Linked DNA regions of Mus musculus: all the other regions are linked to region 2. Evidence: chromatin contacts called from public promoter capture Hi-C data. All regions are on one chromosome and are shown on one strand. Each heading gives the region's core, a stretch centred on a gene start, on an enhancer-like site or on the middle of the called end of the contact. The rest is flanking DNA. Distances are from core to core; before and after follow the strand shown.

What was found. Promoter capture Hi-C pulls out the DNA fragments that hold promoters and counts their contacts.
Region 1: a promoter capture Hi-C map of hippocampal neurons shows a contact between it and region 2, with 4 times the contacts expected there. The contact joins the promoter of Rabl6 here to the promoter of Cacfd1 in region 2. A contact is called at or near these places in 2 of 39 promoter capture datasets (hippocampal neurons and liver), 1 of 484 Hi-C or Micro-C datasets (B cells) and 1 of 115 datasets of contacts at active chromatin or transcription factors (pancreatic cancer cells).
Region 3: a promoter capture Hi-C map of hippocampal neurons shows a contact between it and region 2, with 4 times the contacts expected there. The contact joins the promoter of Ppp1r26 here to the promoter of Cacfd1 in region 2.
Region 4: a promoter capture Hi-C map of pre-B cells shows a contact between it and region 2, with 2.7 times the contacts expected there. The contact joins the promoter of Nrarp here to the promoter of Cacfd1 in region 2. A contact is called at or near these places in 1 of 39 promoter capture datasets (pre-B cells), 1 of 484 Hi-C or Micro-C datasets (CD8 T cells) and 1 of 115 datasets of contacts at active chromatin or transcription factors (pancreatic cancer cells).
Region 5: a promoter capture Hi-C map of pre-B cells shows a contact between it and region 2, with 4 times the contacts expected there. The contact joins the promoter of Ajm1 here to the promoter of Cacfd1 in region 2. A contact is called at or near these places in 3 of 39 promoter capture datasets (hippocampal neurons, liver and pre-B cells).
Region 6: a contact with region 2 is called in a promoter capture Hi-C map of pre-B cells, with 4 times the contacts expected there. The contact joins the promoter of Paxx here to the promoter of Cacfd1 in region 2. A contact is called at or near these places in 1 of 39 promoter capture datasets (pre-B cells) and 1 of 115 datasets of contacts at active chromatin or transcription factors (pancreatic cancer cells).
Region 7: a promoter capture Hi-C map of pre-B cells shows a contact between it and region 2, with 3 times the contacts expected there. The contact joins the promoter of Gfi1b here to the promoter of Cacfd1 in region 2. A contact is called at or near these places in 1 of 39 promoter capture datasets (pre-B cells) and 1 of 115 datasets of contacts at active chromatin or transcription factors (microglia).

What each region holds. Positions count from the first base shown.
Region 1 is chr2:25,606,787-25,609,801 of GRCm38.p6, forward strand. It overlaps Rabl6 (RAB, member RAS oncogene family-like 6), which reads right to left and starts at 1,695. Exons shown (of 15, transcript NM_001024616.2): 1 at 1,327-1,695. The coding sequence starts at 1,456. Ccdc183 (coiled-coil domain containing 183) reads right to left here. Exons shown (of 14, transcript NM_029859.1): 11 at 2,839-3,007; 12 at 2,645-2,755; 13 at 2,474-2,570; 14 at 1,843-2,007. The coding sequence ends at 1,889. It overlaps Fcnaos (a long non-coding RNA gene), which reads left to right and starts at 2,544. Exons shown (of 8, transcript XR_003954003.1): 1 at 2,544-2,683.
Region 2 is chr2:27,008,142-27,011,199 of GRCm38.p6, forward strand. It overlaps Cacfd1 (calcium channel flower domain containing 1), which reads left to right and starts at 1,785. Exons shown (of 6, transcript NM_029862.4): 1 at 1,785-1,964. The coding sequence starts at 1,847. Adamts13 (a disintegrin-like and metallopeptidase (reprolysin type) with thrombospondin type 1 motif, 13) reads left to right here. Exons shown (of 29, transcript NM_001001322.2): 28 at 392-576; 29 at 1,115-1,484. The coding sequence ends at 1,306.
Region 3 is chr2:28,445,316-28,448,463 of GRCm38.p6, forward strand. It overlaps Ppp1r26 (protein phosphatase 1, regulatory subunit 26), which reads left to right and starts at 1,531. Exons shown (of 4, transcript NM_001005420.2): 1 at 1,531-1,581; 2 at 2,570-2,667.
Region 4 is chr2:25,179,202-25,182,248 of GRCm38.p6, forward strand. It overlaps Nrarp (Notch-regulated ankyrin repeat protein), which reads left to right and starts at 1,557. Exons shown (of 1, transcript NM_025980.2): 1 at 1,557-3,047. The coding sequence starts at 1,910. The coding sequence ends at 2,254.
Region 5 is chr2:25,578,795-25,581,901 of GRCm38.p6, forward strand. It overlaps Ajm1 (apical junction component 1), which reads right to left and starts at 1,305. Exons shown (of 1, transcript NM_001005424.2): 1 at 1-1,305. The coding sequence starts at 1,103.
Region 6 is chr2:25,458,976-25,462,491 of GRCm38.p6, forward strand. Paxx (non-homologous end joining factor) reads right to left here and starts at 2,119. Exons shown (of 7, transcript NM_153557.1): 1 at 1,812-2,119; 2 at 1,680-1,740; 3 at 1,470-1,519; 4 at 1,192-1,382; 5 at 1,034-1,099; 6 at 800-884; 7 at 513-726. The coding sequence starts at 1,936. The coding sequence ends at 687.
Region 7 is chr2:28,620,314-28,623,484 of GRCm38.p6, forward strand. Gfi1b (growth factor independent 1B) reads right to left here and starts at 1,669. Exons shown (of 7, transcript NM_008114.3): 1 at 1,536-1,669. Gm52548 (a long non-coding RNA gene) reads left to right here. Exons shown (of 2, transcript XR_003954006.1): 1 at 1-599; 2 at 940-1,890.

The DNA.
Region 1 (3,015 bases), core at 445-2,944, 1.4 Mb before region 2:
TATGTAGCCCATGCTGTCCTGGATTCCATTAGGGTCCAAAAAGGACCCAGCTGCCCCTGCTTCCCAAGTGATGGGATTAAAGGCTCGTCCAGCTTTCCCTGCCTCAGTTATTCATTCTCCTGACATATTGCAAAAGATTGTTGTGCTGCCTTCCCGAGCCACCCAGACAGCATTCTGCAACAGACAATTCAAAATGTGGAGACTCTTACAAGAATCCCGAATCTGTATTTATTATATTGCAGGTTTGTTCCTTTAAGTAAGGCATCTTGGAAAATATGGAAGACTTCAGCTCTTCTAGACCCCTCCTCTTTAGAACCCCAGGGCGTGGGTCCAGTGGGTAGTAAGTTTAGAAAGCAAGAAGCTCCTAGTTCAGGCCTAATTTCTAGAATTGGGCTGCAAATTAATACTATATAAAAATAACGAAAGAATCCAAACATAGATTCCAAAGAACACAAACCACTGAATATTTGACTCAATTCTCTTCCTCAGTCAAGAGAAATACAAACTTCCAAGTTAACACACATACACTGTTTGCTTCTAAATTTGCACAAAAAATCCTCCTAGTAAGTTTCATAATGTTACATTATTACCTAAATATCACTGACCCTGTGAGGCACAGCTTACAGTGAACTGTGTGTATGTGCCAGTGCATGTATGTGTGCGCGCACGCGCTTCAAAAATGTTGCAGTATAGAAATAGTTTAGAAGTAAACAATATCAGACCACGACATTGCCCAAGAATCTTTTGATTGTTCAACCTGCAAATGGAAAAACTCTAAAGAGGTCAAGAGAACCGTGTGCTTCTCGCTGCACAACATACATAATTTATAACGAAGGGCAGAGCGGACTTTTCTTCTTGTGGGGTCAGGGATGCAGAGTTAAGAGCCTCTTGAAATTAAAAAAAAAAAAAAAGCATATCCCTTACAAAACAAAAAACAAAAAAACAAAATCAAGGCTCAAGGCCCACAGGCGACCGACTTTCAGGAGCCTCCGACTTTCAGGAGCCTCAAGTGAGAGCAGGCGCGGGGGGCGGAGAGGAGGCAGGCACACGCAGCCCCGCGCGCGCACCCTCGGGTTATGTAATGGTCTCTCTCCGCAGGGTACCCGCGCCAATCAGGGTCCTCCACCGCTGCTCCGCTAGTGTCGCCGCACAGCTGTTCTCTGGAGGTCTCCTGTCAGGTGATGTCCCTCAAGGAACGACCACTACTCAGAACCCAGGGACCCGTCCGCCCCTACCCTCTGATTCTTCCAGACCCTAGTAGGCTGGGTGGCCGCCCCGGGCCCTGCCAGCCGCCCCGGCCTGCCCGACGGCGCGGCCCGCACTCACTGTTATACTGAACCCCCTTAGCGAAGCGCCTCTGCAGCGCCTGGTTCATGGACTGCAGCCCGGCGGGGATGTTCTTGTCCCGGCCTGGGGCCTGCTCCGACCCCACCAGCTTCTTCAACGCGGAGAACATGTTCCTGCTGGACGTGCGAGCCGGGCTGGCCTGCGAGCTCAGCAGCGGCAGCAGCACAGCGCACCCCGCACCATGTCCGGCCGGCCCAGGCTTCCCCCGAGGCCGGAGCGGGCGCGGCCTCGAGCGAGGTTCTGGGGCCTCAGCCTCTGTGGCTCCGCTCCGGCTTCCACGGCCCTCGGCGCGGCAGCCAGGCACCCGTCAGCGCCGCCATCTTGGCGCCGGCGCGGCTACGGGACGCTAAAAGGGACACGTAGCCGCCGCATGCGCAGAGAGCGCACTAGGTCCCGCCCTTTTCTAGCATCTCCACCTCGCCGCCACCAACCCCCTCTGGTCCAACGATCAGCTTCCCGGTCCTCAAGAGTCCCGAGGTTTCTCCTTCCTCTAGTGTAGTTCTGGAAAAATGTTTATTTCTGTACTACAGCCCAGACAGGTTTACTTTTTCTTCTTTTTGGCTCCCTTGAGCTTCGCCTCGATCAGCTGTTGGGCCTGTTTCTTTATCTCCGCCCGCGAAGGGACGTAACTATGGTCCACATCCGCAAACTGGAAGGTTTCTGAACAGGCAAGAAAAGGAGTGGCTGCCACCCTCTTTCCAGAAGCCTCCCACCTCTACCTGTTGGCGTTTGCTGCCATAGGCCATCTCCTGCCGGGAGCTCATTTCAGACATGTATCAATGACTGGAGACCCCTGCCCTAAGTCACCTAAGGCCAGGTGCCAGACAACTAGGATTTGCCAAGATTATCCACACTAGCTGTCCTTATCCTTTCACCCCACCTTGCCTCTGTAGCAGAAATTCTTCTAAAAGTTCGGTCTGGGCTCCCTTCTGGCCCATCCCATGATATACGTCCCTTTTGTCTCAGAAAAAGAAACCTCTGTAACGTCTATCGATTAAAACCTTTCCCTTCAGCGCCCAGTCACCATGTATGCCATCTCTTGTCTTGAGTTCAGACCCTATCTAGTTGCAGCTATTGTTCTTGTCGTCCTTCTCCATCTTCCTGTGGCCGGCATGTAGAGCCTCACCTATCATGTCCTCCTCTGGGTCCTCAAAGGTAATTCTGGTATTATGTTTCTCTTTTAGAGTTGATGACTCCAAGGTGTCCCTCACCTTTGTGTCAACCTGCAGGGCAGCACCCATTATCATCTTGGAGAGCACATGGGCTTTGTGGGGACCCCTCCATGGCCCAGGGTTACCTCCTCATTTCTGGACAACGTTTGCATGCGCTCAGCCAGGTAGATAAGCTTTCCCTCACAATAATCCAGCTTGCCGTACACATCAAGAGTGTTAGAGACTGCTATTTCTTTCTGTGGGTCAGAGGAGCAGCTGGTTTTCCTGTGGTCCCACACAGGGACCCTGTACACAGCATCTCCTCCCCGGGGGCTGATACCTGGAAGGTTGGCAAGGTGATGCCGATGAGCCGGATGTAGAGGTTGTCAATACCTGTCTGGATGACCAGCAGCAGCTGCTGGCCCTTATTCATGTTGTTTTGGGCCTGCTTGAGTCTTGCTTCTTCCTCTTCTAGCATGTTCTTCATCTTCTTCTGGATAGAGTTAAAGCTATGGGG
Region 2 (3,058 bases), core at 535-3,034:
ACCACGGAGCCAATTTTCTTCTTTTATCTTTACACGGGTTCTTGGGATTGAACTCAGGCAATCAGGCTTGTGTGGCAAGAACCAAAAGCTTTTCCGCCCTCGTCGAAGTTAGGGTGTGTGTTTGTGGGGACGGGGCTGAGGGTCAGTGATAGAGGTTCTTTCCTGCCATGGGGATCCTAGGAATCAGACTTAAGTTGTCTGCCTTGTACAAAACACTTCTGCTGAGCCACCACTGCCTGCCCCTTTCAGATCACTGCCTGAAGCTAGTCTATTAGAAGTGGACAGAGTAAAGGCCCACCAGAGGGACGGGAGAGGCAGTCAGGGAACCCCCTGGTGTCAGTAGTCTCCCTGAGGTGGCCCTCACCCAGCCTATCATTGTTCTTGCCTGCAGAATGTGACAGGCAGCTCTTTGGACCTCGGGGTGAAATTGTGAGTCCCTCACTGAGCCCAGACGGGAGGAAGGCAGGGACCTGCAGGGTCTTCATCAGTGTGGCTCCACAGGCCCGCATTGCCATCCGCGCCCTGGCCAGTGATATGGGCACTGCTTCTGAGGGGACCAATGCCAACTATGTCTCGGTGAGGCCACGAGGATGGGGACAAAAAGGGGGTAATCTTTTGATACGATTCTGGAGAGCTGTCTCTAGGAAGGAGGGAGGGAGTGTTGGCATTAGGGAACACTTTTAGCTTATTTTTCATCCAAAACTTCAAAATTATTGGAAAGAATGGGAAGGAGGGTTTCTGCCACTCACTCACTCACCAGGGAATGCTTGTGGCTCTACCCACAAGAAGGAAGAGAGAAGGCCTTCCCTGGGAGTCCATTGCCTGTTGACCCAGCGTGGAAGCATCGTGTTTGTGTCTGGTGTTTTGTTTGTTTTCAGAAGAGCATAGGTAGGGTTGCGATTCAGTATGCTCTACAAGGCACCAGAGCACCTCAGACTTAGTCTTGAGCAGGATCCTAGCTCTTGTACCTGGTTGTGTGTTCTGGGGAGTTTCTTGGGTAGAACCGAGTGTCCCTCATGTGGGCTCCTTTAAGAAACAAAAATGACTCTGAGTAGCCAGGAGTTTATAAATAATGATCACTCATGGCCTGTTCTGGCTACTTGCTTCTCCACAGATCAGGGACATCCACAGTCTGAGGACCACAACATTTTGGGGGCAGCAGGTGCTCTACTGGGAGTCCGAAGGCAGCGAGGCTGAACTGGAGTTTAGCCCTGGCTTCCTGGAGGCACATGCCAGTCTCCAGGGCGAGTATTGGACCATCTCACCTAGGACATCGGAACAGGACGACAGCCTGGCTCTGTCCTAGGTTTCTCTCCAACAGCCGGGGAGTATGCAACTTTAGCCTCTTTAGAAGTTCTAATGCCTGCTAGCCTTAGGGAACCTCTTTTAGTGACCTTTTCCAGGTGCAGAAGGGCTGGGACTGGGAGGTGGAGATCAGAAAAACAGTCCCAGCCCCCAGTGGTTAATAAAGGATACAGGATACCAGACTGGAGTTTTCCTCCCATAACCTGCCGCCCATTACAAGCCTAGCTCGAAAGCTCATTCTACTGCAAGGCGGAGTTCCTTGGAGGTCTGAACAAGGCCTTTGCCACTTCTGGATGACGTCTTCCAATCTTGCAAAGAGGAAAGGCCAGACCGGATCCAGCGCACCTGCTGGGTGGCAAAGGGCGTCTGACAGTCTGTAAACACGCCCCTTATGCTATACTCCATTTCCTCCCGCCCTCCCCCCGCCCCCCGGCTATGGCCTGCGGGCCCGCCCCTATGCTAATCACCACCTCTCCCACAAGGCCGCGCGCGGGTGGACACGTCTCTTTGTGCGCGCCTGGGGCTGCGCGCAGCGTTTAGCATGAGCGGCTCGGGCGCCGCCGGAGCGGCCGCGGGCCCAGCCCCGCCGGCACAGGAAGAGGGCATGACTTGGTGGTACCGCTGGCTGTGCCGCCTGGCGGGAGTGCTAGGAGCGGTGTGTGAGTATCGGGTCCAGGGAGCGGGCGTCCCCGGGGTTGCCATGGCTCCCGGCCTCAGGCCTGCAGTCCACCGCCGGAACTCGATGGCTTACTGCCCAGTTGTTGCGGCCCTGATCAGAGGAAATGAGACTCACAGAGGACGCGCGTCTGCCCCTTCCCGGCCCTGCCTCGGCCTGGTGATGCTTACCTGGGCTGGGGTGGGACTGCCAAGTTCCCAGCCTTTGGACAAAACTTGTTCATAAATGGGGGGCAGCTCTCCACAGGCTGGGAAGTTTGCTTGGGGGTCAGATGGTGCCAGGAGAAGAGTGGCCCCTCAGGGTGGCTGGGCAGTGATCGGAGTTCTCCTCGGGTTCCTACTGTCCACACTCTCCTAATGCTTCTCGTCGGCCTAGTATCCTCCACACCAGCAAGCTTTCTCTGCTCTTGTAAAGAGGAAGGCAGGTCCGCCTCTTCAGTGCAGCTATGTTGCTGGCCTTCCAAACAGTGTGTTTGCTAAATCCTGGGTGTCCCTTTCATTGTGAATTCCTAGAAGTCCAGGTGAGTGCTGGGAAGGCCCGAGGATCCATTGCCTACCTGGTACCAGAGCAGGAACTGTGTGGGTAGGGGAAGACTCATCCGTTTTCCTGTCTGGAGGAATACCTTGGAGCCCCATCTGTCCAGACGATCTTGCTAGTCAGATGGATAGGGTAGAGTTAGGTATGTGCTGCCCTGGTAAGGCAGCTCTGGAAGAAGTCTGCTGAGGTTGATCAAATCCTCTTCAGTGCAGTTAGCTAGTTCAAGGTGGTATTAAGGGGTGAGGGACAAGGAAGGGCCTGACCATGACCTGTAGGCGGCTATCCTCCCTCCGTCATGGTGATTCAGTCAGTGACCAGGTGATTTCTAGATTAGATTGACTTTGGAAATCCCACCCAGTCCCATACTTCCTGTGGGTACCTGTGCTACTCCCGAAGGCCTCCCTAATCCTCCTGCCGAGCCAAGCTATCAGTGAAACCTTACTGGAGACCTGTGGCCGTAGCTTAAATTGTTCCCTGAACCTGATCATTGGGATCAGGGGGGTGGACATCAAGGTTTTGAATACTGGCATATCATAGGAG
Region 3 (3,148 bases), core at 281-2,780, 1.4 Mb after region 2:
AGTGAAGGTGAGTCACTGGGCATGGGCTTTGAGGTTTCAAAGGTTTCAATTTGCTTTCTCTGTGTCAGGCTTGTGGGTCAAGATGTAAGCTCTCGGCTATCGCTCCAGCACCATGCCTGCCTGTCTGCTGCCATGCTCCCTGCCATGGTGGAATGAACTCACCCTTTGAAACCGTAAGCTTAATAAACTCTTTCTTCTATAAGTTGCCTTGGTCATGGTGTCTCTTCACAGCAGTAGAAAATAACCAAACAGTCCTCATCTCTGAAGGGCACCTGCCAAGTGTCAGCACCTCGCATCTCTCCCAAGCAGACTACTGTCTTCTAGGCATTAGACCAGGAGACATACACAGAGTGGCTTCAGGGACACCCAAAGGTGTTTCTCACAACACTAAAAGCATTCCAAAATAGGCCTACAGCTACATCTTGGTGATGGTATTATTGGTTGTGTAATTCTCTCTAAATGTTCATAATATTACTTCATAGTGACAAAAACTCAGGCCAGGTGTGATGGCACTTGCCTTTAATCCCAACACTCTGAAGACAGAGGCGAGTGGATCTGTGTAAGTTTGAGGTCAGGCTCATTTATATAACAAGTCTCTAGGGGTTTCTCCTGTCAGATCCCTGGCACTCTCTAATCATTTCCTCTGCCTTATCAGACAGGGTGAGTGCCTAGGGCCGGGGGTGAGCCTGGCTTGTTCCCTGACATGATCAATACAGAATCTCCAGACATGTCTAAAAAGTAAAAGAAAACTAGGGAGATTTCCGACATCACATACAGTGTGCCACAGAGCCAAGAAATTCCACTGTATAATCCTGACCGCGTTGGCGGAAGCTAGTCCTATCCCACCTGTTCCTAAGACCACTGGTGTGAATGTGGAGCAAGGTCACCCTGCATGACTCCTGTTGCTTAGTTCTCCTCAGCCTCAGGGTTCCTATCTTTAAGCACACTCTAAGATCTGGCTAAAGTGGGGAGAGGGGGCATTGTGCATAGACATATAGAAGCGTTCTACAATGTAAAGGGACTTGGGTAGCCCAGAAGGCCCCGCGGTGTCCAGAGCAGGCAAACTAAGCACAATCTTGAGCTGGGTGCAAACTGCAGGCAAGGAAGCACACCTTTGCTGTGTTTGAGGATAGGAAGGGCAACTGTGAGCAGATGCCAGGCACGCGGGGGCCACTGGATCTGGACCAAAAAGAAGGTATGTGCGAGGGTCCGGCCGCCCTCCTTCTCTTCACGGCCACGCCTCTCGCCGTGGCCAACTTGCCGACGCGCGCGACCTCCTGAACCCCTGGGCTGCGCACGCTCTCGGCGCCCGGAGCTGCGCCAGGCCCCGGGTGGGAGGACAAGGAGGGTCCCCGCGCAGGCTCCGAGTCCCGCGGGCGCCGCGGCCGTTTCCAAGCTGCCCCATGCGCTCCTCCCGCGCGCCGTGCGTGTCCGAGCGCGGGCGCTCGCAGTGCAGGTGGGCGCGCTCTCGCGGGCGGGGGTCCGGCCGGGCCGCGCGCCTCCCCCGGAACTCGGCCGTGCCATTCCCATGATGCCCAGCCACCGGGCACGGCTTCCGGAGCGCGGTCGCCGCCGCCGCGGGTAGGTGGCGGGAGAGACGGCCCGGGGTGGGGGGTGGGGGTCGCCCCGCCCCTCGCCGCGCCGGCCCCGCCCTCCTTTCCCGCGCTCCCACGGCGCGCCGGGCCCCTGAGTCCCCGCGGGACTCCGCGGTGGCTGCGGGCGCCCGACCGAGGGAGGGCGGGGCGGGAGTGTCCGTGCTTCCCCGCTCTCCGGGCCCGGCGCCTCCCGGGACGCGGGGCGCAGGGCGGGCAGCTGGGCTGGCTTCGTGGTGCAGGCCGCGGCGTGCAGGGTCCGGATCGGGTTGGTGGCTGAGGCTGGTGTTATCACGGGAGAGGGTCCCGGCCCCCGGGAGGCGCCTCTCGCGGATGCCTGGCGCTTGTTGCGCCCTGCGTTCCTCGAGAGCCAGCGGGCGCCGGGCGGGCCCAGGTGTGGCTCAGGTGAGGGGCGGGCTCCCGGTCACTGAGGCCGGCCTGGCCTTCAAGGCTGCCTTCTCGACCTGCCACGAACAGCTTCGAGACTCCCGGATTCCCTAAGCCTGGGATCCCAGAAAATTACTCGGGGGGGATGGATGGATGGGGGCACAGACCAGCCGGAGGCCCTGCCACTGACTGGAGAAGGGTTGGCATTAACCTGCTGAAGACCAGACTGCGGCTCCCTCTCAGACAGTGAGAAGAGCAGTCAGTACTCAGGCAGCAGGGGGATCTGTCTCCCCTTGCTTCCAGCACTGTGCACAGGGATTGGCAGTCACAACAATTTTTCTGGGGGCCGAATCTTGTCAGCACCTCTGGCTCCTAAGGACCAAATCTTACCCACACCCACTTTAAGTTGGAGTACAGGGCCCTCTACATCATAAGTTAAGTGCAGAGTCCATGCTGGGGGGGGGGGGGCAGAGAGGGGTGATGATTGTACCCACAACCACCCTGGAAACCTGATTCCCAGAGCCTCCAGTTTAAAGCCCCAATTCTGGCTTCAGCTCACATTTCTAACTGTGAAGTTCATGGTTCTCCAGAGTGACAGCTCCCAAGATTGACCAGGTAGCTGGACCAACAACCATTAAGACTGTCAGAGGAGCTCAGTTCTGGGTCCATCGTTATAAGCTGTGAGCAGGTGAGTGGAAATAAACTGATTTATTCCCTCGGCTCTGCACCTGCTGTCATGTTAAGATATTAATGTTACTCACCCCATCCCACCCTGCCCTGCCCCAACGGGGAAAGCACTTTTTGTTGTGTTTACTTTGGTGGGTTGAGACAGCATCAAGTAGCCCAGATACTGTCTTTGAACTAGATAAGGAACCAGTACTAGCCTTGAACTCCTGATCCTCTGGCCTTCACCTGAGATTAAGGCATGCATACCCCACCACACCCTACTCGATTCAGACCCTTCACAGTTAAGCCCTGCAAATGTTACGTGATTTCTATAGTATTGCAGTTTGAACACCACCTACAGCAAAGAAGCGGTAGGTCCTCCAGCCAGTGAAAGCAGTTACTCTTCCCTTTAGTTCCCACTGCCTTGTGCCTGTGGGGAGTCTCAGGAAAGCAAAGTGATTGTTGAGGATGGCCAGGATGTGAGCTCGGGTAGCTGGTAGAGG
Region 4 (3,047 bases), core at 307-2,806, 1.8 Mb before region 2:
GTTCCTCTCAAGATCTTGGAACAGTAGCCAAGCAGTGGTAGCGCACGCCTTTAATCCCAGCACTTGGGAGGCAGAGGCAGGCGGACTTCTGAGTTCGAGGCCAGCCTGGTCTACAGAGTGAGTTCCAGGAAAGCCAGGGCTATACAGAGCAACCCTGTCTCGAAAAAAAAAAAAAAAAAACTCTCTGAACAATGAGGTATAAGGTGTGGCTAGGGGACCAAATAGGCAGAACCCAATAGACCAAGGATCCCAAGAAGACTAGAGAGCTTTCCAAGCTGAATACACATGAGATTCAGGTTCTCAGGTTAGCAGAAAAGGAGTGTGACCCTTAAACAAGTTGGCCCGACGGGCGGACATCTGGTGGTCACAGTGGTGGTGGGGGGGGGGTTGCCTACTTTCTCCATTCAATTTAGCTATGGTCCCTCCCCGTGAACATAGTAAGGTTGGGGACATGCCCCGGTGAATATGATACAGTTCTGAGTCTGGGGCAGGAACATCCACCAAAGGAGCGTCCCCAGATGGAGCCTGGCTGGGTGGGCTGCCCAGCTGAGGCTTACAGTTGCCTGCTTGGAATTCCCAGTTAGCTTCAGAAGAAATCAAGCCCTGACGTGCCCTGCCTCCTGCTCTGCAAGTCTTAAGATCATTCCTCCTTAATTTCCAGCAACCACAGCGAAGCTATAAGCCGTAAAACATAATGAGGAAATGTGGAGCCTTGCCTTCCCAGCCAGCGCCAGCACCTCCTGCCTCACTCACGGTCAGTTGTTAAGGGTGGTCAATAAAACGTGGGGCTTATGGCTTGGAAATGAGTCATTTCAGAACTCCCTCAAAGGGCAGTGCTGTTGGTCTCACGAGCCAGCCCTGTGTCTTATATGCTGACACTAAGTAAAGGAAACACATAAGGAGGAGTAGTGACAGACTGGCCACCGAGAAAGAGAGAGAGACAGAGAGAGAGGCAGAGAGAGAGAGATAGACAGAGAGAGACAGAGACAGAGGGGGGAGCGAGCGAGCGAGCGAGCCTGTGCCAGCCTGCCAAAGGAACCCCTACCTACACTGTGGGTAGCTTAGGGGCATGGAGCTCCCTCCATCAGTATGGAGGAGCCAAATGCAATTGCTGCTCAAGCTTCCCCGTAAATTACACTTGAGTAGAAAGGACCAGAGTGATGGAGGACTATACAACCGAGCAGTTCGTGAAATTGCCACCTGTGAACGCCAGGTCCAGGCCTGGGAGTGGCTGCGCAAGGAACTCGCAACTCCCGACATCTATGAAGGAAGAAGAAAACTGCCGAAGGAGCTTATACACCGGAGCAACCAGACCCAGGATCCCGCAGTGGTGCTGGAAAACCCCCGAGGCCTTCTGACCACCCTGGCCAGACCAGACTAGTGCTGGTCAGACCAGCGCCCTCTATCCTGGAGGGAGCTGCAGCACGACCCCGCCTCCGCCCCGCCCCCACGTGGGCACCACCCAATCGAAAGAGCCCTGGTGTGCGCGTCAAGAGCGTCTATTGTTATGCAAATATAAGAACCGTAAAAGACGGCGAGAAGCGGCGGGCGAATTAGAACTATTTTGCAAAGGGACGCGGGTGGAGTTCAGCTGGAGCGAAGCCTAACCTCGAAGGGACCACGACTGCGAGTGTCGCGGCCTCCGGCTGCCCCAGGTTCTGCGAACCAGCACCCAGCCCTGTCGCCCGCCCGCTTGGGCGCGGCTGGATGCAGCAGGGGTCCCGCGCCAGCGGCCCTCGGCCCCGAACGCCCGGAGTGCGCAGGGGCGGCGTGCGGGGCCCGAGGGCGCAGCGCCCTCCATGCGCCGAGGCGTACCTCGAGACACGCCCCGAGACAGCCCGGGGCCCGCACTGCAGCCGCCGCCCGCGCTAAGCCGGGGCGCGGCTCGCAGCCCTAGCTCTGCGGCAACATGAGCCAAGCCGAGCTGTCCACCTGCTCGGCGCCACAGACGCAGCGCATCTTCCAGGAAGCGGTGCGCAAGGGCAACACGCAGGAGCTGCAGTCGCTGCTGCAGAACATGACTAACTGCGAATTCAACGTGAACTCGTTCGGGCCGGAGGGCCAGACAGCACTACACCAGTCAGTCATCGACGGCAACCTGGAGCTGGTGAAGCTGTTGGTCAAGTTCGGAGCCGACATCCGCCTAGCTAACCGCGACGGCTGGAGCGCGCTACACATCGCCGCTTTCGGGGGCCACCAGGACATCGTGCTCTATCTCATCACCAAGGCCAAGTACGCGGCCAGCGGCCGGTGATAGCCACCCGGACTCCGGCCCCTGGCCCCCACCCGCGTCGTCTCTGCTGTACCTTCCCGCCAACTACCTCGGTGTGCGCCAGGTTTGCTGGTCCGCGTGGAAATCGGGCTAAGTCTCTACGTCCGCGGCCACGACCAAAGTAGCGCATCCGTGGACCCCAGGGTTCGGCTCTCCGCAAAAGAGCGCCTCCCCTTGGCAGTCCTCTGAGCCCCGCGGGGCCCCAGAGCCTTCCCACGGCCCCGACCGCCTAGAGGGTGGGGGCGGGGCGCAGGCTCCAGTCCGTTTTGAAATTTGAGTCTCACACCGGGAGACTTCGGAATCCCGAGATACCGGATCCTCCGCTTGAAATGTTTTCTCCGGAAGGTGAAAGGCGCGGGCGGACTCGCGCTCCAGCCGCCGCTCGTGAGACCCGGCCGCTCACAGTGCGGCGCCCGCCGCTGGCAGCCGCCAAACAACCATTACCGGGCTCCACCATCTGCGCGCCCTCGCACTTAGGAAGGGAAGGGGACGCTCCGGGTTCCTGATGTCCTCAACTATTTATCACGTGTGTGTATATTTGTGGGTGAAGTTTGTGCGCCTGAGTTTTTTGTTTGGAAATATTGTGCGTGGTTATGGGAGAAAGATGCATTTTTTTTCCTTTAAAACTAAAAACTTGAGTCTACCATTTTTTGGTTGCACTGAAAATACCGCCTAGCCCTATGGTTTTCCCATTGCTAGCCCCTCCCCCACCGAGTCCCTAATCTTCCACACCTCATTCCTCTTTTCCTCTCCCTGGATTCTGAGTTTAGAGAGC
Region 5 (3,107 bases), core at 55-2,554, 1.4 Mb before region 2:
TGCGCCCGGGGCTCTTCTGGGACATACCGGGGAACGAAAGGCATACCGTAGGCTCGAGTTGTCTCCCCGTAGTAGGAGCGGGAGGGGGGCTCCTGGATCGGGAAGGTGCGTACTTCGCCAGCATAGTAGCTGCCCCCACGCCTTGGACTGGGTCTAGGGGGTTCTTCGGACAAGTAGGGCCTGGAACAGTAGCCATCAAAGGGAAGGCCGGGGCTTGTGGTAAAGCTGCCTGCGTAGCCCTCTGGCTCCTCGGTGTAGAAGAATTGGGTGGGACCTGGAGGCGTTGTGAAGGGTTGACTGCGGTGCTCCAAGTAGTCCCGGGGCCCAGGCAGTGGCCCGTCACAGTACAGAGTTCTGGGGTCAGTACAGTACAAGTCACTGGGGGTAGGAGTGCGTGACAGGGCCACGTGGCGAGGGCCGGGAACTGTGAGGCCATGGAACTGTGGAGCTGTGCGAGCCCAGGACGTCGTCTCTCTAGGTGCGCAAGATCGCGAGCTTCGGGCGGCGTGCTGCAGCACTGCCTCGTCCGGCTTGATGTCCAAACGGCAGCGGACATGGGGGACAGGTCCAGAGGGTGGTTCCGGTGGTGCGCAGCGGCCTGGGGTGGCGCATAGAGGCGCGATGCGTCCGGGGCCTCCCCGCTGTGGCTGGAGCTTGATGGGGTGCAGCTCATTAGCGAGAGCTCTCAGCGCAGGATACGAGGGCTCCCGGCGCGGCGACCCCTCCACCCGCACTGCACGCTGGGCTTCCCGACCTCTGCGTTGCAGTACGGGCGGCGAAGCTGGAGCAGTCGCCAGGCCTTGGGACGCACGGGGCGCGCTCTTGGAACGGGTGCGGCGCCGAGGCTCGCTGTCTCTGGGTCGGGCGCGCGGTGGCGCAGGTTCAGGAGGTGGCGGCTCTGGGTGTGTCTCCATGGTGGGCTCGTCCAGTGCCTCTAAGAAGTCAAAACTACGGCAGTGGCGCTTGTTGAAAGGCGTGGGCGCAGCAGGCCGGGCCACGGATCGCTCACATGGCTGGCGTTTGGACGTGAGCCCTGGGTCCACCACCTTGATGTCCTGGTACACGGTCGACACCAGCAAGTCCGGCGGGTCCGTGCGGGTCATCTTAAAAGACGTCCCCAGGCTGGCAGCTCCAGTCACACGGCCTTTCGGGGATTTTGCCCTGGGAGGAGATACCGGTCAGGGCAGCCTCCTCTGCACCCCAAGCCCTTTACCCCACCCCACCCCACGTGCTGGTCCGGCTTACCTGGGGCATAGGGGATGGTGCAGCCTTGGCTGCAGGTCATGGTCAAGGCTTCTGGTGCTGCCTCCATGCCTATGTTAGATGTACCTGCAGGAGAAAGCTCACAGTCCATGCGACCTGTGGGGTAGATGGGCCAGGAGAATTTAGGCTACTGTGGACCTTCTTTGTAGAGGGAACTCCTGAGTTAAACCTGCCAGGCATTCTCTCCCCCTACTAGGGTCGGTTGGGCAGGCTTAGGTAGATCAAAGCGGGACGTGATCTCAGCACTACTGCCCTCTGGTGCCTACAGTTGGAACGATGCACTTTTAGATTTCCTTACAGGTAGACCCTCTGATAATGCAGAGTCCCAGGTGAGTCAATGAATGGTTCCTGCCTGCCGACTAGGCTGGGCAGAGAACTCTTCTCCTAGCACTCAAGTCCTTTTTAACTAAGCGTAAGTCCCCTCAACTCGATGAGGTCCTAGGCAGAGGAATGATCCCAGAGTTTTCTTGGGTCTCAAATCCCTCTTCCTTTTGCATAAATCTTGGACCCCAGTTGCTTGAATGAAACCCACCAAGCTTGCTGGAACAGAGAAGGCTACAGCAAGACTCTCCTGCTTTGCAGAATTGCACATGGACCCTTCCCCCACCCCCAGTGTGTGCTAAAGCCAGGTTTAGGCTACAGAACCACGTGGGGCCATGTGAGCCACGAGTTCATGGTGTCCTTCCTCTAAGCTGAAAACTACCACTAGTGTACCAAGCCAGGAGGCTGCTAGCTAGGAGGAGGCAGAGGAGAGGGCGGGAAAGCCCCTCCCCAGGACAGAGTCCTTCCCACTCTGGCTTTGGAAAGCTCCATGGAAACGTGTGGTTGTTCATCCCTGGAGCTATGGGCTGAAAACGATCTAGGCTAATGTTCAGATGTGGGCCACCAGTGTCTGTGGTCTCCAGGGCCTGGAGCTGGCTAGAGAAAGAGGGTTTAAGAAGGCGATCACACACACACACACACACACACACACACACACCCTCCCCCCATAATGCACCTACTCCCAGGACATCTGCTCCAGAGGAAGTTGAGAGTGTGTTGGGGCCTGGCAGGACTTGTAAGTGGATGGGCCTTTCGGGTCTCTAGTCCAGGTGTACAAGGGGCTGTTAGAGGGGTGCTCTTTGGAGTCAGAGCTACTAAGTACCAAGGCTTGTTCCAAACCCAGGTTCATGCCGACCCTATTAAGACCCCTTTCATTCTAAACTCAGTGCCAGGTCAGAGTTTGGGTGAGATGACAGGGTCTGAGGCTCCGCCCCAGGAAGGTGACAGTCGGCTTTGCTGGCTGCAGCTGTCAGGAGCAGTGCACTGTGACACACGCTCCCTTTGGGATGGGGTTGGGGCTTGCTCTTGTATCCTAGGTATTTTGAAGGCCCTTCCCAAATAGCAGTCCTGCTTTGGCCCGTCCTGGAGCAGCCATCAGCAAGAACCTAGTCTGCGTTGCTTGGGGGCGGGGACTCCTCATCCTTCCGTGCAGCCCCCTCCCGTGCCAACAGCTCCACATGCTGGGCAGTTTGGCTTGGCCTCTTACCTGGTGATTACTCCACGAGCCGAGCCCGAGTAGTCTGCATAGCCCAGGTCGGTCCCAGTGTGTACCTGGCCCCGCTATAAATATATATATATATATACATACACCCGGTACCAGCAGAAGCTTGGAGGCAGCAGCTGTGATCCTGGCCTGGCGGCTCAGTACTGCCCCTAGTGGCTACCAATAGAATAGCACTTAAAGGGGCCGCGTTATAAGGTAGGTGTATACTGGGACCACAGACGACCTAGCTCTCATTTTAGGCGGTGTAGAGTGAAGGGTAATGTATAGCATCCCCAAAGCACAAATCTTTCGGTCTGAA
Region 6 (3,516 bases), core at 869-3,368, 1.5 Mb before region 2:
AGGGATCTAGGGGATTGGATTAGTCTCCCAAACCAGTCAGGCCAGAGCTGGGCGGGGTGCCCTGGATGGCCAAGGAGGGTGGGGAGCCCCATGAAGCTCAGCCTCTGGGATCCTGGCCAAGTGGGTGGGGGCAGGCCTCCATTCCTCAGTCCAGCCACAGACTGTGGGCCAACCATATCTCCTATAAGGGGCTTCTACTGTCTAATGCCCTCTGGTGGCCTCCAAGACAACGCCTCTGTGCTACCTGGGTGGGGCTTGCAAGTGTGGGACATCTAAGCCTTAGAGAGTTCTGGCTCTACCAGACCAGGACGCTCTCAGCTTCTGTGCTGGCCACGCAGAATCAACACAGTAGGTCTGAGAAAGCTCTGCTGCCTGCCTTAAGACCTAGGCGGGAGAGCCTCCTGGATGCCGAGAGCCTGATGCATCTGTTTGCCTCCCAGGGCTCCACAGTACACCAGAGGGGTCTTCTCGTGCCCCCTCCCCAAGGCCAATCTTCACAACTCAAGTCTGGCCTAGCATCTCTCCCCGAGGGAGCAGTTTATTTGACGGAGAAGGGATGAGAGGCACCTTTGCCCAACAGCAGGACCACAGGGGAAGTGAAGCAAGGGGTGTCTCTGATTAGGGGGTCCTAGATCTCCCCTTTCCTTGCAGGCAGGCTCCTGGCCAAGTAACAGGCTTTGCTGTCCTCAGGTCTCATCAAAGTCTACACCAGCAGCTGGTTTCTTACTAGAAGACAAGAGTATGTAAATACATAGAAGAAAAGGAAGGGACCAGGGCAGGGGAGACAGGTGGCAAGTACCTTTTGAAGCCAGGGTTAATGAGAGACTCCCCTGGACACCGTCTCCTGACCCCAGGCCCAGAGCTGCCTCTCTGGTGATCAAGTTCTGCCAGAAAATAGGATCAGGGAAATCTTGAACTCCAAAGAACCCTGGCCAGAACTCTGTCCACATGGAAAGATTCTCCCATGAGACATCTGGAGAGGCAGTTCCAGAGAAAGAGCAGCCCCAGCCCACATGCCAGGCCCACCCCTTACCTGGTAAGAACTGAGTGCCTGCTGGCTGGGTGTTCTTCTTGGGGCTAGTGATGGTCTCTTCTGCAGCTAAGAGAGAGTCGTGGCATCTCACTCAATGCCAGGAGGGTCTGCAAAAGCATGCCCCTGAGGGAAGGTACAGGTGCCCACACATACAGTACCTGCCAGCCGCCTCTCTAGGTTGCATACATGCTCTGCCAGGCTGAGAGTCAAAGCCTGCAGCCTGGGGGCTGCCTCCGGGCTGGGCACCTTGGAGAGGTCAAAGGCCAGGGCAGGGGTATCCCCTGAAAGGGTTATCAATGCTCTGTCTTCTTGCAGGCTTACAGTTACTGCCTGCTGTTGGCAGGCTGCCCTAAGGAGGGAGATGTGTGTTATGGCCAGGATGTGTTAGCACTACCCCAAGCTTCTCATTCACATGGCCTCCCTAACTGGAACTCACCTGAACCGGGAATGGATATCTTCAGCCCCACTTAGGCCAAATCGGGCTTTCTGCTGGGAACAAGGAATTGTCACTAACCCCGCCCAGGACCCTGGACCCACTGGACATTCCAAACTGCCCTACCCTGGAAATGCTATTAGAACCACTGCCACGGGGAGGGGGAGGGTGGCAAGCTACCAGCTGTCTCCTATCCCCAGCACTGTTACTCACGAGCCTCGCCAGGCTGTCAGGCGAGAAGCAGGTGCTCCAGAGCTCGGCGGCGTCCGTCACACTGGGTGGGAGGGGCTGTCAGGCACCGTGCCCGCTATGCTCCCGCACCCCACATCCCTAGACTCCACTCACTAGAGGTTGAAGTCGTCGCGGTCCCCGTCTCCACCACTATCCCGCTCGCAGTAGCACACCAGGCGGGGGGAGCCCGAACCCGGCGGCAGAATACAAAGCGGCAGCGACAACAACGGAGGAGCCATGACAGCAGGGCGGTCTCGCCGCAGGAGCCAAGTTAGATGTGGGCTGAGGGCGCCTGCGCAGAAGTACAAACTCGGTGACTCACAATCTAAGGTGTTCGCTCGGCGGCGGAACTTCTGGTTTCTGGAGGGACGGAAGGACGAGGCGATGGGCGGTACTCAAGGTTGACATTGTTTCCGGGTACCAGGCATTAAGTAAGAGGCTGACTAAAGGGCGGGGTTTAGCACGTGGGGCGGGGCGGGAAGCACTCGGAGGGCGGGGCTTAGCGCATTAGCTACTCAGTGCTATTCTGGGCTCTGTTCTTTGGCCCTTGCATCCAAACAGAGATCTACTATGGTCTCACTCCTTGTGCTCTTCCGCTTTTCTGGGTCCTTCTTAGCAACATATCTGCCGCTCTTCAATGCCGGTCTTCTTTCCTATCTATCCCCCAAGGGCTTGTACTGCAGGGCCTCCAAACTGTTGGTCACTTGTCCCTTCCTGTCACTTTAGATATAAACACATCTCTTTCTAAAGCTGAGTTGTAACAAACCAAAATACAAGAGTAAGTACAGTACATGTGGAAACGTTTGGAGATGCAGTTTTCTCCCGGGCAATACCCTCCCATTGTCTGAGTCACCACCCTCTGTGTGATACCTGTCAGCCCTGAGGACACCTTCACCAACAGGAGGTCTCTGGAACCTGAGATCTAATGGGAGAGATGACTAGTCCGACAGGACAGCACTCACACTGCAGCAAATGCTCATGAGAATCCACACAGGGCCTGCATAGTAGGGGCTGATGCCACCTGCAGAGAATGGAGCCCAGCAAAGGGTGTGCTCAGGAGGAGGCCTGATGGGAACAGAAGTCTTCCCAAGGCTGTGGAAGAGGGCTAGCATGAACCTATGAGAACCATGGTGAGAGTGGTTAGTAACTTGGTGAACTGTGCTAACATTTGAAAAGTGCCATCAGCCAAACATACTCAATTCCCACTTTCCTCTAGTTTTGCTCAACCCTGCTGAGGCTCCGGACTAGAGCCTTTGCGTGCATGGGTTTTTGCCTGTCTCCAGCCGGGTGTACTTACCTGTAGTTCTTTTGAAAGTGTCCTCTTGAGGATCCATGTAGAACATTTCACCTCTGCTCAAGTCTCCATCCCTCTCTCCCATGTCTTACTTTCCCTGCTTTTCACTGTGTACCGTACATCCTGGTTTTAGGAGTTTCTGGCTCAGCCTTGATGTCTGCCTGCATCTCCACCATTGTCTGACCCCCTCCTAGAAGCTGCATCTAAGGTCTTGCTTCTATTCTAGCCACTGGAATATGGCAGAAATGATGTCTGTCATTTCTCCCATCCCTACTGCATTGCTCACCACAGCACAAGGCAACCCAGGAAAACCTTTGATATTAAAGTATGGAGGCCTGCCTGTGCCAGAGCCAGAGCCAGAGCCAGAGCCAGAGCCAGAGCCAGAGCCAGAGCCAGAGCCAGAGCCAGAGCCAGAGCCAGAGTCAGAGCCAGAGCCCCAGAGCCAGAGCCAGAGGCAGAGGCAGAGCCAGAGGCAGAGCCAGAGGCAGAGCCAGAGCCAGAGCCAGAGCCAGAGCCAGAGCCAGA
Region 7 (3,171 bases), core at 419-2,918, 1.6 Mb after region 2:
ATTTCTGAGTTCGAGGCCAGCCTGGTCTACAAAGTGAGTTCCAGGACATCCAGGGCTACACAGAGAAACCCTGTCTCGACCCCCCCCCCAAAAAAAAAAACAGAAAGGAGAGATTAAAAAAATAATGAAAGAAAAGAAGAAAGGACTGGGGATGTAGCTCAGGACACAGTGACAGAGGGTGGAGGCAGAAGGATCAGAAATTAAGTTTTTGTTTGTTCATTTGTTTGTTGTTTGGTTGATTTTTTTTTTGTTGTTGTTGTTGTTGTTTTTTTACTATGTAGTGAGAAAGGAGAGAAGGAAGGAGTCGGGACCAGAGTGTACGTCCCATGCCCATGCCGAAGAACACCACGTAACTCAAAAGCAAAAAAAAAAAAAAAAAAAAAGGTCAGTTCTATGGACTTGTTTTACCACAATGGAAACAAAACTGGGCAAACAGCCCCCACACTCCCCACGGCCGGCTGGGACTGACACCAGAAAGGATTCAATGCAAACGCCTTCAGACGGAGGAGTCTCCTGCTATTTCTGCCTGCGAGCAGGCTCTGTGCCCCGGTGAAGGGAGACCTGGGACCTGCACCCACCTTTTTGAAGTTCTGGGAATGGTGAGCACCACTGGGGCGATTCCATCAGACCTAAATCATCCAGAGCCACCCAACTCCCCGAGGGACTTTCTACAGGTTGACCCCCAAATCAAAATGTTACCCCTCTCCTGATGGAGGGCTTTGCAGACTTGGAAGAGCACAGGTGGATAGGCACAGCTCTGCCAGTACCCAGGCTGTCCAACTCCACAGCTAGGGTGACTTGGCTTTCCCCACAGTAGTCTCATAAAAATGCTGGCTTTCCCAGGACCCAGTCACAGACCACAGCATCCATCCGTGGGCATCTCTGCAATGAGCCCTGTTTTCTAAGAAAACCACAACTCAAACTCACCTTTTCCTCTAGGTGAGAAGAGCTACAGATGCTCAAGGAGCCAAGAGCCTTTGGCAGTGCCTCCCCTCCATCATCCTGTGGTCTGCCTCACCTTGTCATTTCCCTTCAGTAAATTCCCAAGGAAAGGGTGTCTGACTCCCCTCCCCGGTGCTTCCAGGAACTTTTGAGAGGGTCATCAGAGCTACCAATCCCTTCTGAGATCCTGGCACAGGGCAGCTCTAGCCCAGGGGGACACCAATTTGGGCTCCTCTGGTGCCCCTAGAAAAGTGCTCTGTGTGTGTGTGTGTGTGTGTGTGTGTGTGTGTGTGTGTGTGTGTGTGTGAAGGGGGGGATTGACTTTGTGTATCTGGGTGAAGCCTAGCCCCCTACAATGAAGTTTCACAGAATTCGCAGGAGGAAAGCTCGGTGTTTGCGCTATCTTGGGGTATCGGGACTGGTCCATGTTCCTTCCTTCTTCTCTCCCCTGGTGATGAGCACTGCATCCAGAAGAGAGACTACCACAGTATTCTTCCTCTCACCTTAAAGGGAAGCAGACACCCTCCCTGCCTTGGGCACCCAGGACGAACTTTTCAGCGGAGCCCAGCCAGCACGGGTCTGGCAGCACTCACCGTCAGGGAGCTGTCCCTCTTCTGAGTTCTGCCCGAGAGCCACGAACCTCCACACTGTCCCTGGGGACTGCTCTCGGCTCGGTCAACGTTATGAGTCTCTGCACAGACAGACACTTCTCCTTTTCGTTTCTGTGTTTCCCGCCCCCCTTCTGTTCCCCTCCCTGATTTTCAATCTGATTATTTGTGTCAAAATCTGGCGGCTGCAGCGTCAGCCAATGACCAGAGCGCGAAAGTGCAGCCACATTTGCTTATCAAAACTTCACAGAAGCTTCTAACCCACTGGAAATTTCTCCAGAAACTTTCAGTAGCATTTGGGTGAAAGAGAGTGGCTAACTTATTAAAATGTAAAAGTCTAGCATTGACTTACAGTCCCTCATCCTTGCTTTAGATTTTATTTCTTTCCCTTCCTTCTTTCCCTCCCTTCCCCCTCTTCCCCTTTTCTCTTCTTTCCCCATCCATCTTCCTTTTCTTCCCCCTCTCCTTCCTCTCCTCCTCCTCTCTCCTCTTTTTCTCCCTTCTTCCTCTTGCTTCTCCTCTCCTAGATTCCACCATCACACACTTTCTCGCTGAGGCATTAGAGGGGCCCCTGTGTTTAAAGCTCTTGGATCCTGGGCCAGTACAGATCACTCTTAACCAACAGGATTCTGTCTCCCACTGAGCTCATTCTTAAAAAAAAAAAAAAATGGAGTTTCCCCCAGACAACCACAGACCAGCAGAACCACAAATAGACAGAGTAGAAGAACAACAAAAAAAGCAAGGTAGTGAATTTGGGGGCCTTGGAACCTGTACCTGGCAAAGTTCAAGTACAGATTGAATACCCAAGTACCACGGCCGGCGTGTGCTGCCATCTAGTGGCAGCATGAGAGACAGAGAGGTCAATGGGGGCCCCTCTGGGTACCCAGGCCAGCGCAGGGCATTTCACCCCATTTGAGCAGAGCCCCATTCCCTGGTCCCCACTTTCTTTTCCCTGCTCTGCCCCTTGGCCTCCTCCCGTTTGGGGATGACTGATTTATTCCAGGAAGTTTTGCATACAGAGAGAACTCCACCAAACAGCACTGTTAGCTGATTTGCATGCTCTTGCAGCCAGGACTGGAGAGATTACATTTCCCCCATAAAGAAAACAAACACGGGACAGGAAGCCCCGATTGAAACTGCAAGTCCAATGTTCAAAGTGTAGAGAAAAGAGATGTTTCGTTTGAGGCCTTTCTGCTGAGGGGGCTAACCCTGTGGCAGCGGCCGGAGGTCACAACAGACTCCCCAAGGGGACACAGGTCCAGACTGGTGGCCACAGATAGGAGACAGCTACACCCAGCCCTTGTTCTCTCTCTCTCTCTCTCTCTCTCTCTCTCTCTTTCGAGACAGGGTTTCTCTGTGTAGCCTTGATTGTCCTGGAACTCCCTCTATAGAACAGGCTGGCCTCGAACTCAGAAATTCGCCTGCCTCTACCTCCCAAGTGCTGGGATTAAAGGTGTGCGCCACCACACCCAGCCTTGTTCTCTCTTTATAAAACGTCTTGAGTATTCTTTGGGTGGTACACGTTACCAGCCAGCACTCGGTGAGAACTGAGTCACTATGCAGAAAACTTAATAGACCATACGTGGGACATTTTTAAACTGTTCCCTGACAGGGACCAGCC